2 separate regions of the Anas platyrhynchos genome follow, and region 1 is linked to region 2. Evidence: chromatin contacts called from public Hi-C data. All regions are on one chromosome and are shown on one strand. Each heading gives the region's core, a stretch centred on a gene start, on an enhancer-like site or on the middle of the called end of the contact. The rest is flanking DNA. Distances are from core to core; before and after follow the strand shown. Region 1 holds the start of NCOA3 (nuclear receptor coactivator 3). Region 2 overlaps NCOA3 (nuclear receptor coactivator 3).

Evidence for each region. A called contact is a pair of places that touch in the nucleus more often than the background predicts.
Region 1: a Hi-C map of liver shows a contact between it and region 2, with 6 times the contacts expected there. The contact joins the promoter of NCOA3 here to the enhancer-like site in region 2. A contact is called at or near these places in 4 of 8 Hi-C or Micro-C datasets (F1 follicle, liver, skeletal muscle and 1 more).

What each region holds. Positions count from the first base shown.
Region 1 is chr21:4,035,600-4,040,202 of IASCAAS_PekinDuck_T2T, forward strand. It overlaps NCOA3 (nuclear receptor coactivator 3), which reads right to left and starts at 3,236. Exons shown (of 23, transcript XM_038166037.2): 1 at 3,100-3,236. LOC113845777 (a long non-coding RNA gene) reads left to right here and starts at 3,263. Exons shown (of 2, transcript XR_003501560.3): 1 at 3,263-3,600; 2 at 4,472-4,603.
Region 2 is chr21:3,976,577-3,981,293 of IASCAAS_PekinDuck_T2T, forward strand. NCOA3 (nuclear receptor coactivator 3) reads right to left here. Exons shown (of 23, transcript XM_038166037.2): 3 at 1,827-1,934; 4 at 975-1,147. The coding sequence starts at 1,915. Among named protein-coding and RNA genes, the nearest start is that of NCOA3, 60 kb to the right of the region's middle. Within about 2 kb of position 3,460, at least 1 of the 8 cell types and tissues checked has an H3K27ac peak or open chromatin away from gene starts, as enhancers often do.

The DNA of each region.
Region 1 (4,603 bases), core at 1,986-4,485, 59 kb after region 2:
AGTAACAACTCTGAGTTCCCAGCGTATAAGCAAAACAGGCAGCAAGATCTCCTAGTGCCCTTCTCCTCCTTCTCATTTAAATAGCACACTGTCTTAAGCAACTGCCTTTTTCTTACCTCTACAGAATGTCAGAAATAGAGCTGGCTCTAGACAACATAAAAGAAAGACCAGTACACCTACATCTAAAAGCATTAAACCTCACCAACAGTAATTCCATATACTTCACACAGAAGACAAATTCCCTTCTGTGACTGAGTTTGGATGCAAGTTAATTTTGTTCTGCTTCAAGGACAATCAGCTTGCTGGTAACTGTTAGCAGAAAACAAAAGTCACCAATTAAATTTAAAATATTATTAAAGTAATATGGTCTGTCTGAAGTATACCCCCTATTTACACAGGATGAAAAAGGATTTGATGTACCTTCCCTCAAATAAATGCAACATAGCAGATCTACTACGGAATATTTGTCCTCTGATTTTAATCAGTAGCAGCTAAATTCTTTCACAGTTGCCTCCTCCCTAATACATTACATTTAGAAACGTCAATAGATCTAGCCACAGAAAAAAAAGCACACAGGCATGTTGCCTTAGCATCCAGGTTTAAGTATTCTTCACCATCCTCTAATATCCTTGGCATAAAGGATACTATTCCTCACCTTCTCCCCTCTGTTTTTTAGTACTTTAAAAAAATACTAAAAATATTTAAGATATTTCTAACTACTTATCATCAAAAAGCTTCCATGAACACAATGCAGAATATCCTGTGTCATACAGTCATTCAAGATCACATCTTCAAGAGAGGCTCATTTAAATGCAGGAGTTGAAGCAACCTCCAGTGTCAGACTGTAGTGTCCAATATCATTTTACATGCTATCAGTGACTTGATTTTGCAGACAAATCTAACCAAGATGCCCTTTCTTTATCTTTTAAAGCAGAAATAAAAAAAAAAAAAAAAAAAAACCCTCTTCTATGCAACTGTAACACAGAAATTAATCAAAAAGGTCTTGACTGTGATTTCTTGTCTAGTATTAACAAAAAAAAGCACATGATAACACTATTGTAGAACAGATTTCCTTCTCCTTCCCACCCTGCATTTTATCTCAGCTATACATTAATCTGAGTGATATTATGGAAAAAAAAAATTAATGTAAATATGGCAAGCTTTATAGCAAGTTAATAAATCCAAAGACAGAATGAACTAGGGTTTCAAAAGAAGAATTTAAGAAATCCCACAACTCACATGCCAACATAAAAGCAGACTGGAAACAGTACATTGTTGTCAGGAACAATATTTAAAGCAAGGCTGAATATTGGGTTTATTCTGCCTGCTACCACACTTCCTTCACTTATCCCCCAACTTCTAGTTTCATATCAGAACAGCAAATCCACTAGTAAGAAGACATATTAGTAATAGTAAAAGAGCTGAATGAAATTCAGAACCACAGCCAGAGAAACAGCCCTTTACAACAACTCCTAATAGCAAATAAAATTAGTCGATTATCATAGTCTAGTTTATTAAAAAATGAAAAAAACCCGCAATTTAGTCAGTTTCCTCTAAATTGAAGCTCTTATACTGTGGCTTTCACACATATTACTTGTTACTATGAAGTTACCTTGTATTTGTATTTGGAACACACATTTTTGCGTCCTTCTACTATCAGGAGGTGGTATTTTAGTATAAAATATTTATTTTACAACAGTGATGACTGATATTTAAGCATATGTTAAGTTTCCTCTTTAAGGAATATACATAAAAATATTTTAAGGAATATATATATGATAGATATTGTATAGCTAGACGTTACTGACTCTTATGTTTCCAAATTTGCTTCAGTTCTGTCTTACTGTTCCTAATAAATTATAAATCTTTTAAGTAAAAGTTAACAGACAATACTAAAGGCTGAATCAATTATTTCTTTATTCTTTTAACAGGTTAAGCAGGAAGGAAATACATCATGAATAAAAGAGACTAATTTAAAACTGATCACTAGATGAGCTGACAAAAGTGAGAAGCTTCTCTTTTAAAAGAAAACCTCAGCCTATGCCAAAGACCAGGAGCAGAAACCACAAACAGAACCAACTTTAGAACCAAAGAGGACTCTGGGAACTATGTCAACCTCAGACAAGATCCCCACCCATGTTTACCTCCATTTACACCCCAGTATCACTAACACCTTTTCCAGGGAGCAGTCTGTGACCTCCCCCTCCTAGCCCCCCCCCACACACACACCAAAAAAAATTGTATACACACACACACACACAGATGTTTTCTTATCTCCATCCCTCAACAACAGCTTCATTGCAGCTGTGAGGCAGAAACAAATAGAGGCAATGGAAATCACCTTTCATTTCCACTATTCTCATCCCTTTCCTCATTAGCAGAGATATGAGAAGTCACCTCTGAAACTTACCAACACTACAGGATGATCAGAAGGAGAATGCAGATAACAAGGTCTTTGGAACCGCCTGTGTATGAGATAAACCCAGCAGAATGGCAGATGGGGCCATTCTAGCCCAGGTATCTCACCCACACACACACCTTTTACCCAGGCTGAGAATCAGAATTAGACGCTTCTAAATACAAGACTGGGAAATTCCGAGCGACCCCAAGGCTCCCAGCGCTGCACGAGGAACCTCCACCCAAACTCCCCTTACTTGGAAACGCATCACACAGCGACGCGAGAAGCCTCCAGCCCCGCACGGCAGCCTCCCGCCTCAGCCGTGCCCGCAGCTCACTGCGCGCAGCCCCCAGGTTACAGCGCTTGCGGAGAGGTAAAGGCGCAGAGGCGCTGCCTGGGGCACCCCCTCGCCCCCAGCCCAGGGGTTACTCCTCACACCCGACCCGACCGCGCTCCCCTCTCTCGGGAAGCCGCCTCCGCGCGAGGAGAGGGCGGCAGGCCGGGGAGAGGGACGCCCCTCAGGGCCAACCCCGGGCTGCTCCGTGCCCAGCCGGGGGCAGCCGCCCGCCCGCCCTCCCCCTGCCCGCTCCCAGCTCGGCGCTGGAAGCCGGGAGCCAGGCAGAGAGAAGAACCAGCCGCAGCCGCAGCCGCTCTCCTCCCTCTCTCCCTCCCTCCGCTCCCTCCCTCCCAGCCCCGCTCACCTGGGAAAGGCGCCAAGGCGCAGCTCCTGCTCCCCGTCTCCCCCGCGCTCAGCCGCTCGCCGCCATTTTCCTCGCTGCCCACATTTAAATAGGAACCGGCCTCCGCCAGCCGCCCGGCGCGGGGCGCGCTGGGAGCTGTAGTAGGGCGGCGCGCGGGGCAGCGCGGTACTTGTAGTGTCACGGGGAGCCACCGCCCCAGCCGCCCCCTGCCCGCCCGCCCCCGGGGGCTCCCCTGGGCCGTGCTGGGGCCCGGCTCGCTGAGGGGTCGCCCTCCCCTTGCAGCTGAGGGGGGGTTAAGGGGGAAGCCGTGTGGATACAGGGTTTAACGAAGAGCTTTTTCTACGTGTGAAGGATCACAACGCTGCGAGGCGCCAGCCCCGCACTGCGAGATAGCGGCTGGGGGGCTTTGCTATACCGAATCCGAGCTGTGCCATTGCAACAGGGGAAAGCCAGGCTGCTTAAGTCAATGCTTAAAATAACACGAACAGGTTGGAGTGAAAGGTAAGAAGTACACAAATAATACCCATTATTCCCTACTGCAGCTATACGTTAGAGACAGTTTTCAAGCGAAGTCAGAATAGACGTTCAGTATCCATCTGTTTAAAAAAAATAAAAGGCAAGGACATACAAGACTGGGACCTCAAGTAGTACAACCTAGCCGTGCCCCAGGTTTGCTAGCAGAAATCCTCTTTTTTAGTAATTTTTAAAACCAGAATTCAAACCATTTCACATTAAAATAGGATGTGTGCAGAATATGGTATAGCGAGGTTTCAGGTACTCATAAAGGTGGTGTATATATATTTCCAAAATTGAAAGACTGGTTTCATAGAGCACAAAATAATGAAAATGCACAAACTGAAGACCTGCCAAGCTACTCGTACAGAATCCCTTACAGGGCCATAGCCACAATTTGTATTAAAAAGGGACAAACTAATGGAGCAATTAAGTATACCTTCTAGTAATTCCCAAATAAAAAATAAAATAAAATAAAATAATATTGGGCACCTATGAGTAACTTACTAGTACAATACAAGCCTCTGACTATCTCTGAAACAAACATTACAAACCAAGTGAATACAGAGCTGAAAGAAATCCGAATACGTCGAGTTCTGGAAAAACAAGTTTCACCTTAGATTTTACCTTGTAGTTATACTACGAAAGAACTTGCCAATTAAAAATGTGTGTTTGGACTTGTGAACTCAGTTTTAACCAACTGATAGAGACAGAATCTTTATCATGTTATCACAGCAGGAAAGAGTTGATGTTGTTAGGGTATCTTAAAAGAAATGAGGTCCTGTTGCATCTCCCCAAAGTGTAAGTTCTGCTATTTAATGATTCCATTTCTTCCATTACGAGTTATCTTTTTCCGCAGGATGTTCTCTTCTTCCACTATGGATTACAATGGAGCATTCACCATGACAAGAACAAAAGAGGTGTGCAGGGAGGAATAGGTTGATGACAGACAACAGCAACACTGAAATTTAGTTGTGTTTTTTGTTTGTTT
Region 2 (4,717 bases), core at 2,210-4,709:
CAACAACGCTAAAAAAAACACTGAGAGAGGAGATCTCAAATAGTGCGCATTGCTTATGACCAGAATAAATGTCATGGCTACATAATATCAAACCCTTTGCTCACAAAAATTGACTTGACAGTTAAAAGGTGGATCAAAGCAACCATCACTCTGTTTTGTGAACAGTATTTCTTCTGCTGCTTCCGGGATCATATGTCTGATGAATGCTTGATGAATCTTTCAATGTCCATTAAACAGACTTTTTGGCACATCTTTCTGATTTTATTTTGATTATCTCATCATCACTGGTCACAGTCCTCAAATGCTATCACAACTGTTCTATGAACAGTCATTGGTAGTGTTAATATATGTGTTTGTGAGCACACAAATCTGTCTGTATGAATATGTATATATATGAATAAAATTATATTTTAAGGATCAAAATATCCTAAATGATAAATTTGGTTGCAGGCAAAGGTGCAATGGGCATCCACATCAAGCAGGAGAATTACAGGAAACAAACAGTAAGCTTTGTTCTGTGTTATCGCATACTAAGCTGTATAATGAAACAATTATTATATAAGAGTACACGCAATTGCATTAGAAATATCTTAAAACAGATGTCAAGGCATCTTTTTAGAATTGTTTTAACGTATTCAAAATTGTGGTAAATTAGCAGGACGGGCAAAATACACAACATAGCTCACTTGATTTGAAACAAGAATCTACTGTTCAAAGGAAATATGTATTGTCGACACTTGGTAGGCTAGTCATTTAAAATATATATATTAATATGTATATATATAGTCATGTGAAATATATATATAAATATATATATAGAATACATATATATTCCATCACTATGAATTTCCTTTTTTTTTTTTTTTTGCATATACCTATTTCAAAATATATGTATTATACTACTTAGTCTTTCCCTTTGAACGAGGAATCACAAGAAAATGAAATTGTTTGTTTGGCTTAGCAGGGAACTGTACCTTGCTCTTTTATCTGTCGAATCTGTCTCACGGTTTCTTTTAAAATAGCACATTTGTCTGGTTTGACATTGAAATTATCAATGTCACTCAGATTAGCAGATATCAGTTCAGCCAATTCTTCAATGTATTTGCTTTCCTGCTCACGCCGACGCTTCTCACCACTGCAGGTCAGACTAGGAATCAAAAACGTTATTAAATATACTTATATTCCATCATGCACACCGGCTGTATGCTCACACTGAACTTCAATGTACTTCTTGTAACACCTATCTATTAAACCTAAGTAGTAGTCATTCTTCTAGCAAACACAAATCTAACGGGGTATGTGTGTGTTTTGGTATGTTGCTGTTTGTTTGTTTGTTTGTTTTGCCTTTTTTTTTATTTGTTTTGTTTTTAATAATCTTAAGTATCAATTTATCTTAAGGGGGCATGAAGTTATTCATCAAAAAAAATCCTTCTGTGATATTCTGTTGTCATATATTGAAAATAGTCACCATCTGAAATGAGGCCTGCAAATCAATTACCAGATATAAGATGCTGCCTCTGTAATTACTGTGAAGCAACAAGTTTTTCTTCTTTTGTCTTGCTATCACAGCTTCAAACAGTGACTCCTTAAACATCCACTCCAATAAGATTTAGCAAGAGACTAACTACTGAGTGTAGTTCATAAGCTTTGGCAGATCTACACATAATAGTAAAGCTGTGCATCTTCACAACAAAAACTGGCCTAACAATGTTTCAACTGAACACAATGCTTAGAAAAAACATTCTCAAAAGTGCAATGAAAACTTTTCAGATAGTAAAACAAACAAACACATAGCAAAAGAAACAAAGTAGTCTCTATACACCTACCTTGCACCTGGGGTATCACAAGGCAATGGCTTGCGCTTCCTTGACTCATTGGCCAAGCTATCTAAGGAGTTTTCTCCTAATCCACTCATCCTGACCACACATCAGCAACTAAAAGCAATACAATAAGAATTGTGAATGAACCTCTCAAAATAAAAGTATAAAATGTAGAGAACTTATCCAGAAAACTTATTTTTATCTATAGAACTGAGTCTTCATTTATTTATTTATAACTGAAAATCCATCTACCATTTTACTGTTAAAAATATACATCTGGTTACAATTTTTTTAAATCTATTTCACCAAAATATAGGTTTACAAAACTTTGCATCAATGTCAGCAAGACTAAATGTAAAAAAAATGCATTTAATTTCACAGTATAAATTAGTATGAGTAATCTGTATTCTATATATGCTGAAATAATTTTTCCCATTTTCAGAGATGTTTAAAGCTTTGCACCATAGAACAGGAATGACTGTATAGCTCCAATTTGTCTGAAAACAGTAAGATTCTCAGTGTTTTAATATACGCTAGAAAACTTGATAAGAAATTGGTTTCTTTACAAATAAAACAATAAAGGAACTAAAATGGAATATAGCCTTGAAAAGACATCTAGTAAACAAAGTGCTTCCAGGACAAGCCATCTAAAGAAAAAAGAGAGGTGTTTGCATTGCTTCTGATGTACTAATTTGGTTTTTGCTTACCAGCTTTTTGTGGCAAAAAATACTACAACTTAAGAGGAGCAAACTGAAAGGGAAAGACCCACAAGACCATACTTTTGTGAAGCAGCAGAGGGGTTGCTTGCAGCAGTTGATACTGTTCCCATTTTATGTCAGCTACAGACAGAGAATTGGGGACATTCTTCCTACAGCAATACTGACCTTTGAAGACTTGAAAGGTTTGCTGACTGCACTGAGGAGGATACACTGAATTGCTCTTGCAGATTTGCACAGTTCAGAAGTAGACTGGCATACATTTAAAGCACTCTTAGCAGCTAAGCAAATGTTTAACATAAAGTCATATTGATAACCAAGTCTCATTCCAAGTGATATGCACTAGGACAGGAAGGGTAACATACTTTGTAAATCACAGGAAAATTAAAAATAACTGTAAAGTATAATCTTGCATTTGAAACAAACTATTACAGAAGATGCCTAACTCCACAACTATAGCAAGGACTGCACAGATATGAAGTTGGTGTAACAGCTAACTCCTTGATACAAAACCAGGATGGATAAGACAGGGTAGATCAAAAGGCAAGCCTGAGGACTGTTATTCAATCAGGTATTTCTCCAGGGTAAAAATTCCTAAACGCAGGGAAAATAGCAGCCCACCTTGCTTAAAGTACACAATTACACCGCTAGATGACAGTATATTGCTAAACAGCAGCATGAATGGTATTTTCTTCAATTAAGCAGCTGAATGAAAAGCTGCTCAGCTGAACAAGTAGTTTCAAAACCAAATTATATAAACAAGCTACGATAACGCAAAAAGCGGCCGATTCTCCAAAGTGGAGGCTCAGGACAGAACAGACTCACAGGGTCTTATGCCCGTGGAGCTCATGCTCAGGCTGTGGGTGACACACGCACCCGAGGATCAGGATTGGTGCTTCTCCCCTCCCGCAGCTGCATTCCCAAGCAAAGTGCGATGCTGCAGCACGAAGAGCTATTGCAGCGAGAGAGAGGATGAGCCAAGCTATAATAAGATTCAAGGATGGCTCAGGAAGGGTGTGGGCACAGCAAGTATGTCTGAAGCTAAGAGCAAATGATTCTATTTAAGAGGAAGAAAGATTGAAACTGTATTAAATAGTGGAAAAACCAAGCTTGGATAGCTTGATTTTTGGCATTTCAATGGAATGTAATTTGGGTTGCATTAAGTGATTTAGAATGGAAATGCCATTTCTGGTTTGGCATCTACCTGTATTGACAGGTATCGAATTCAGCATAGGATTAAATAGAAAACAAAGTTACTATGTTTTGTCTCAGAAATATGATACACATCACAGCACTTGTATTCAAGAAAAACGTTAAGTGCCTACAAATAGAAGCTTGAAGAAGGAAGAAAAAACTTGGTAAGTGGTGTAGCTCGTTTCCCTACTGTTATACCCAAGTAGCTTGCATTACTTCTTCCATCCTGGAGCTGCAGAGTGCCCTGCCCATGCCTTTTCTTTCCCCTAAGAATACCTTTCCAGAGGTATTCCTGAGAAGGTACATAACATCTACAACAACTGCTTAGCTAAGGAAAATCTAGCAGCTGCTTTCCAATATGCGTGGATTTACAGTACAAATGGTTAATAGTCAAACTAATCTTCCTGCTACAGGACATCTTAGCAAAAGAAGCCATTATTGAGTGAGTTAATAATGAAACAAATCACCAGTTAAAAGATATCAGATATTACCTTTATCTATTGAATAAAAACCTGTAATTTCTAATGGGCTAAAGAGATTTTTGAAAAATAAATCTATTTGAGGGACAGAGGGATTCATTATTTTTTTTATGCTACCCATTATGTTTAGAAGACCACTCTGAAACAGTTTTCAAAAGTTAATGCATTTTTACCACTGAAATAAAAGAAGTTTAATATAACCACCTTCGTAAACCTATTTTCTGAGCTAAGTTAAAAGCACAATTTCTGGCTCTTGCATCTGTAATGCTAGCTATAAAAATGGTGCTAGAAAGACTCTACTGCTTATATTGCACAATCTGACTTAAGGAAAGCTTTATTTATTTATTTATTTTTAGAAAAGTATTGCACAATGAAATTCTTATTTGCTTAATGAAAAGATATTTATAAGTTAGCTTAATCTGACACAATAAATAGCTCGGTTACTATGTAAACCAAGGAAAGTGTAAGAAACTTTAGATAAGTATAAGTTACCTAAAGCACAGGAATT